Regions from separate parts of the Capsicum annuum genome. Here region 1 is linked to region 2. The links are chromatin contacts, called in public Hi-C maps. All regions are on one chromosome and are shown on one strand. Each heading gives the region's core, a stretch centred on a gene start, on an enhancer-like site or on the middle of the called end of the contact. The rest is flanking DNA. Distances are from core to core; before and after follow the strand shown.

Region 1 (3,881 bases), core at 333-2,832, 120 kb before region 2:
TCTCCAATGACAGTTCCACGGAAGGTGATTGAAGCAACCGGATTGGAAGTTGAGTTCATATAGGCAAGAATTTTCTTTCCATCTGCATTTGAAACATCCAATGCTGGAAGGACATGTGCTTCAGCTGATTTAGTCACGCCATCTTGTTGTTCATTGATGAGAATCATGCCAACACCTCCCGCATCCTTAACAGATTGTCCTTGATCAACCCTGAGAAGACTACCACTTCGCAGACACACCACTATCTTACCTTTGATAGCAGGGTCAGTGAGCGAGCCTGGACGGCAGAAAGGGGCGTCAAATTGATCGCTTTCATTCTTTCCAGCATCATATAGAGCGAAAAATGTTGAATTGGAAGTCTTTGGATGATAAGCAGACTCTCCTTCAAATTCTTCTTTGTTTCCAAGCTTAACGGTGGCCTTCAGTTTTCTATCATGAGTACTAGCACCAACTGTGAGAATCCACGGGGCTTCATTTGCTACAGTGCGAAGGGATGGACCACTATTACCTGCAGCGGCACTTACAAAAATACCTCTTTCTGTTGCACTGTATGAAGCAAGAGCAATACCGTCTTCATGGAAAGGTTTCGTACTTCCACCAAGGGAGATTGACAGAATATCTACGCCATCATCTATAGCCGCATCCATGGCAGCTAAAATAGCACTGTCAGAACATTGACCATCAGAATTGCATACCTTATATACGGCTATGTGGGCAAGAGGGGCAATACCAACTGCAGTGCCATTAGCATTCCCAAATACATTAGCATCTTTCACAAAGGCTCCTGCAGCTGTGCCCGCTGTATGCGTACCATGTCCATTCTTGTCTACTGGGGAATCGTTGCCATGTTCGTAAGACCTGGCTCCAATGAGCTTGTTGTTACACTTGCTCGTGAAGTTAGACTCACAAACTCCTTTCCATTTTGCAGGCGGGGGAGGCATCCCAACGTCGCTAAAAGAAGGATGATCAGGAACAATTCCAGTGTCTAAAACTCCGATGATCACGCCTTTCCCGTAGTTGGAATCCTTCCACAAGCCCATACTCTGTTGCAAACCAAGAAAGCTCGGAGTATGAGTAGTTTGCAAGGACAAAATCCTCTGTTTCTGTGCAGAGACAAAGCCCGGTTTCGTCTCCATTTCCTTCACTTGTGATGTAGTTAATCTAGCGGCAAAGCCTTTCATCACATTGTGATAGGAATAGATCATTCTAGCAGGCTCTTCATTTCCACTAGAGCTAATTGTTGTAGTACTTTTAGGCAAAAAAGAAAGATAATAGCTCTCTAAATCCATTAACAATGATTGAGTAGAGATTTGGTTTTCAGGGGATTCAACATGGACTATATACGTCTCAAAATCACTCTGAGTACTAGGCCATGGGAAAGAACAAAAGATGAAAATAAGCAGAATTTTCAAGAATCCCATGGCTTTTGAGACGAATATAGTACTTGATAGAAGTCTAACTTTGTAATTGGACAATGAATTTGATGAACTATTGAGATATAGAGCTATCTATCTATATATATAGTGATTCATTCTCGAACTATTCACATTTATTTTGCTCCACTAGCAAACTCAAATTGATGCACGCATAGTTGAAAGCTTATTAATTGTTAATGAAAATCAGGCCCCTTGTTTGGTTAGTATCATTATTGTGCAATACCAACATATGTCAGGAAGAAAAAAAGGCCACTGGTATGAAAGAGACTAGTAGAACAGAATTCTAGTTAAACGTTAAACTATATTGTATAAAATTCATAATAAGAAAAGGTAAAGTTGGTATAATTTCTTTGTAACACATCAATGATTCCACAATTAATTAGGCTAAGTTCTATAGCAAATCAACAGGAACTCTATTTTACATGATGCAAAAAATATCAAACAAGTGAAATGTGTTTAGGGATCAATTTGAAAAATATGGATGAGAAACCAAACATGGATTTAATTGATTTGCACGTTCACTTAAATAAAGATAATTAATTTGACTAATTTTCATAGCCAAATTGAATAAGATTAATTTAATATTTTAATAATAAAATGTACGTATCTAAAAACTACAAGATAAGTATTATAAGACTCAATTCTTCTCATATTAATATGATAAAGAAGATACATGTTAAAACGTTGGATCAAATGATCAAAGTTTATGCAATTTGACTTCCGAAAAAAAAGAAAATATGACAAGTAATTTTCCCCTATGGTACACTTTGTATTAGGAGGAAATTTTGTTGAAATAGAAATTGACATAGTTTAGACTATAGAAAAGTTCCATAAATCATAATCTTGTAATTTAGGATATTATATTTAATGAACATCTAAAAGAATCATGATGACTATGAAGAGTTATGATAAGATGGATATGATCCTTTCTCACTTAATCAAATGTTTTAAAATTGATCAAAATGACCTTTAATGTATGAGCTTTGGTTCCATTTGGTCCTTACCGCAGGCTCCCCCTTCGTCTTTCTTTTGGTGCGGCTATTTTTCTATAAATATCCGATGATCAACAAGAGAATGCCATAATAGAATTAATGGGCAACTCCAAAGCCATATAAATAAGATAATCACCTTTCGTTGTTAATATAAACAAAAGCCTTCGACGTGTGCACTGACAAAAGACTCATCATGTTTATAGACGAAGGACTAAATGGGTCCAAAACTCATACATGGCTTCTATCAAGCTCGAACCTTGGATATGAAAAATTTCTAGTAGGAAGCTCTTTGACCCCCCATTAAATGAGTCTTACATGATGCAAATTTGAATCAATCAGGTCAGTGAATCTCAATGCTACAATAGGTTTGTTCACGAGGCAAACAGGGTCAAAATTTTAAGATCACATATTTCCGAGGTTATTGGGTGTAATTTCCCTCATTGAAAGATACCCTCGTTGGGGCCAATTAATACACTGATTATACTTGCATGGAGAAGTTATTTGTCTTCTTAAACATGATTAAATCATTTACAATATGTAGCATAAAACATGTCATGACGTCTAAAATGAAACAACAATCCAAAATAATCATTTGTGAGTACATTCTGTACTTATTCTACATTTGTCCGTTGTTCAAGGAAACAATGGATCAGTTTCATTTGGCAGACAATGTTACTGCAATTGGACTCCTTACAGAGTGCCTATTAGAATTCCACTTCAAGAATCCCTCGACATCCTCAACCTTTGAGCTGTTGGTTGTATTGGAAAATGTCACTTGGTATGTCAACTTTTGGTTCAACTTCGAGAAGTTCAACTTGGATGGTTTAACTTTCACCGAAACTCCTTTTGGCGAAACTACATCCACTTGGTAAGATGATTTGGCATCGCCAACATTGGTCACGGTTCTGGTATATGTCTGAGGAGATGATCCAAGTTTGATGGAAAATGAAGGATAATTTAGTTGCTCTGCGGGGATACTTTTCACCTCCAAGCAATTCACATTGCATTGTAACAATTTACCTACCTCTTGATTTGTGTAGTTCAAACCACATAAATAAGGTACGTAGTCCGCGAATGGTGTATCATAAATTAGTCCTGGATCACTTGCTCTCACTGGATGAACATGTCCTGCACCAATTGCAAATATATCCGCAGGAATAAGCCTTTCGTCTAGTATTGGATTCTTGGCAAAATTGAATGTGTCAGCGGTTGTCATCGTTGCAGACTTAATAGCAGCAGGAGACCAATCAGGATGTGCGCTCTTCAGAAGCGCCGCTATGCCACTAAGGTGAGGGCAAGCCATTGAAGTTCCGGATATAACATTGAATGTTGATTTCGTGTTTTTGTTGTTATCCATGGAGGTAGGCCAAGCAGCATGGACATTAACACCGGGACCAATTAAGTCAGGTTTTAAGATTCCAGGACTTGCTACGTTTGGTCCTCGTGAAGAAAA
Region 2 (3,543 bases), core at 609-3,108:
AATTTTGCCAAAGAAGAATTTGGAAAGTTTCGGAAACAACCTCTTTATCACACTTCTGAGCTAGTGATATAGACTGTGTACACTTTATCCTTTACAAACTCTACATTATAGTAATATAGTAAATATGTTATTGTCAAGAATTTTGAAAGCATTGCTGCAATTTGTGTGTGAACCGTTATGTATTTGTGCCATTATTATGATAACAAATGAATTTAGTCTAACTAAACCCTTAAGCTAGTTAACATGGTGAGAATTGTTCGAGAACTTTACATAAACATATACTAATATTAAAAAAGATCTTACATATTTTTAGCATAAATATTACAATATATCAATTTAGTAGCCAAAATAAATTCCTCATTTTTCTCATCTAGTTCCTAAAATAAGTTCCTCCATTCCCAATAGTCCATGACAGATATATAACATAAATAAACTCCCATGTGCTCCTCACCTAATTCCTCAAGAAACAACAATTGCATTCCTCACCTAATTCCTCAAGAAATGCTAATAACAATTGTCATATAAAGATTCTCTTAGACATACAAAAGAAATGGATTATTTCTTTGAGGAATGATTTTATAAACCTGCATGTTTTTTGAGAACACCTACCCTTCAAAACCTTCGTTTCAAATTGATTGACTTGTTTTGATTTGATATGGAGTTTAAGAAAATAGAGAATGACTTTTGAATCTAGTTATTCTAAATTAAAAATATTTCAAACGTATCAAAATGTCCTTTAATCGTGGGGTTTAAATATGTAACATGAGAAAATTAGAATTAAAAAGTTACCGAAAAGGAAAATGGTCATTCTATTTGAAATAAATTACCAAAGAAAGTAGGTCAAATAAATTGAAACGGAAGAAGTATTAAGCTAGTTGTCTTCCATTTAGACAGAATATTTGCAACTTTCTTTTACCAAGTGATTAACAGTTAAATGTTTGCATTATGAAAGAATTTCATCGTATCCAAACATAATTAAACTTGTCCCACAAATTCGGTATGGTCTTTTGTTGGAAAATAAGAGGAAGTAGAACAAACTGTTTGGAAACTGGTTAGTCACACTTTAGTGGCCTTTCTGTTTAGACACACTTCAGTGGCCTTACATTCTGTTTAGTCACACTTTAGTGGCCTTTATTTTCTTTTAGTTTTCTTCTATATAAACAGTTACTTCACAGATAGTTGCTTCAAAGCAGAGAAATTCATCAAATACATTTTCAAATACATCATTAGTTCGTGTATTTTACAGCCATGGAACTCTTTAAAATCCTTCTTATTATTTTCATCTTTTGTTCTTTCCCTTGTCCTAGCATTCAAAGTGATTCGGAGACATATATAGTCCACGTTGAATCCCCTAAAAACCAAATTTCTATTGATCAATTATCAATGACGGATTTAGATAACTATTACCTTTCTTTTTTGCCTAAAAGTACCACCGCAATTAGCTCAATTGGAAATGAGGTGCCTGCCAGCATGATCTATTCCTATCACAATGTGATGAAAGGCTTTGCAGCAATATTAACTGCATCACAAGTGAAGGAAATGGAGAAGAAACCAGGCTTTGTCTCTGCACAGAAACAGAGTATTTTGTCTTTGCAAACTACTCATAGTCCGAGCTTTCTTGGTTTGCAACCAAACATGGGCTTGTGGAAGAATTCCCATTATGGGAAAGGTGTGATCATTGGAGTCATAGACAGTGGAATTCTTCCTGACCATCCTTCATTTAGCGATGTTGGGATGCCTCCTCCACCTGCAAAGTGGAAGGGAGTTTGTGAGCCCAATTTCAAGTGTAATAACAAGCTCATAGGAGCGAGATCTTTCCCCCAACTTGACAATAATTCCCAGATAGACGAAACCAGACATGGTACACACACAGCAAGTACAGCTGTAGGAGCCTTTGTGAAAGGTGCTAATGTCTATGGGAATGCTAATGGCACTGCAGTTGGTGTTGCCCCTCTTGCCCACATTGCCATGTATAAGTTGTGTAATGATGGCCGTTGTGATGAGAGTGATATTTTAGCTGCCATGGATGTAGCTATAGATGATGGAGTAGATATTCTTTCAATGTCCCTTGGTGATGAGGATCTGCGACCTTTCCATAATGACACGGTTGCAATTGGGGCATACAGGGCAATGGAAAGAGGCATTCTTGTAAGTTGCGCTGCAGGAAATGCTGGTCCTTCGAGGTCCTCAGTACGAAATACAGCCCCTTGGATTCTCACAGTAGGTGCCAGCACAGTTGATAGAAAGATAAAAGTTACCGTTAAGCTTGGAAATAGAGAGGAATTTGAAGGAGAATCTATTTATAGTCCAAAGATTTCCATCTTAAGATTCTTCACTCTGTTTAATGCTGGTAAAAACTGCGAACCAGGGTCCCTTACTGATCCTGCTCTAAGAGGAAAGATAGTCATATGTCAAGCAGGCGGTGGCGCTCCCAATGTTGGAAAAGGCCAAGCGGTAAAGGATATTGGAGGTGTTGGCATGATTGTCATCAATAAAAAAGAAGATGGGGTGACTAAATCAGCTGATGTTCATGTTCTTCCGGCACTTGATGTTTCAGCTACAGATGGATCAAAAATTCTTGCTTAAATAAACTCAACATCAAACCCTATTGCTATGATCACATTTCAAGGAACAATAATTGGAGATAAAAATGCTCCCATAGTGGCTTCATTTTCCTCTCGCGGACCAAGTAAAGTTAGTCAGGGCATCTTGAAACCTGACATAATCGGTCCAGGTGTTATTATCCTTGCTGCTTCGCCTACCTCTGTGGATGTAGGCGCCTCAATGTCCTGCCCTCACCTTAGTGGTGTAGCAGCTCTGTTGAAGAGTGCACACCCTGATTGCTCTCCTGCTGCTATTAAGTCTGCAATGATGACAACCGCTGACACATTAAACCTTGCCAATAGTCCAATACTAGACGAAAGGCTTCTACGTGCTGACGTCTATGCGATTGGTGAAGGACATGTTAATCCATCGAGAGCAACTGATCCTGGACTAATTTATGATACCCCATTTGAGGACTATGAACCTTATTTTTGTGGTTTGAACTACACAAATCAACAGATACGTAAGTTCTTACAACGCGAGGTGAATTGTTTGGAGGTTAAAAGTATCCCTGAAGCACAATTAAACTATCCTTCATTTTCCATCAGACTTGAATCAACTCCTCAGACGTATACCAGAATAGTTACCAACATTGGTGACGCTATATCATCTTACAAAGTGGAGATAGCTTCACCAAAAGGAGTTTTCATAAAAGTTGAACCTTCCAAGCTCAATTTTTCCCAGTTGAACCAGAAATTAACATTCAAAGTGAAATTTTTTAAGACAGCCAACAGCTCAGGTATTGTTGTTGAGGGATACTTGAAGTGGATGTCTTATCGGCACTCTGTGAGAAGTCCAATTGCAATTGAGTTATAATGAAACTACAAAGATGGATATTCAACTATCAATGCTTTCAATATGGAATGTAGTATAATAAGTGTAGAAAGGACTCAAACATTTTACTATAGTGAAAATGTTGTTTCCTTTTAGTATATGGTT

What was found. Hi-C and Micro-C count contacts between places; a contact is called where the count stands out from the background.
Region 1: a contact with region 2 is called in a Hi-C map of leaf, with 3 times the contacts expected there. The contact joins the promoter of LOC107867022 here to the enhancer-like site in region 2.

The regions. Positions count from the first base shown.
Region 1 is chr1:6,916,796-6,920,676 of UCD10Xv1.1, reverse strand. LOC107867022 (subtilisin-like protease) reads right to left here and starts at 1,582. Exons shown (of 1, transcript XM_016713110.2): 1 at 1-1,582. The coding sequence starts at 1,421. It also overlaps the pseudogene LOC107852534.
Region 2 is chr1:6,802,341-6,805,883 of UCD10Xv1.1, reverse strand. It overlaps the pseudogene LOC107867039. Among protein-coding and RNA genes, the nearest start is that of LOC124900020, 27 kb to the right of the region's middle. Within about 2 kb of position 1,858, at least 3 of the 5 cell types and tissues checked have an H3K27ac peak or open chromatin away from gene starts, as enhancers often do. A contact at or near this core is called in leaf, where this site is marked.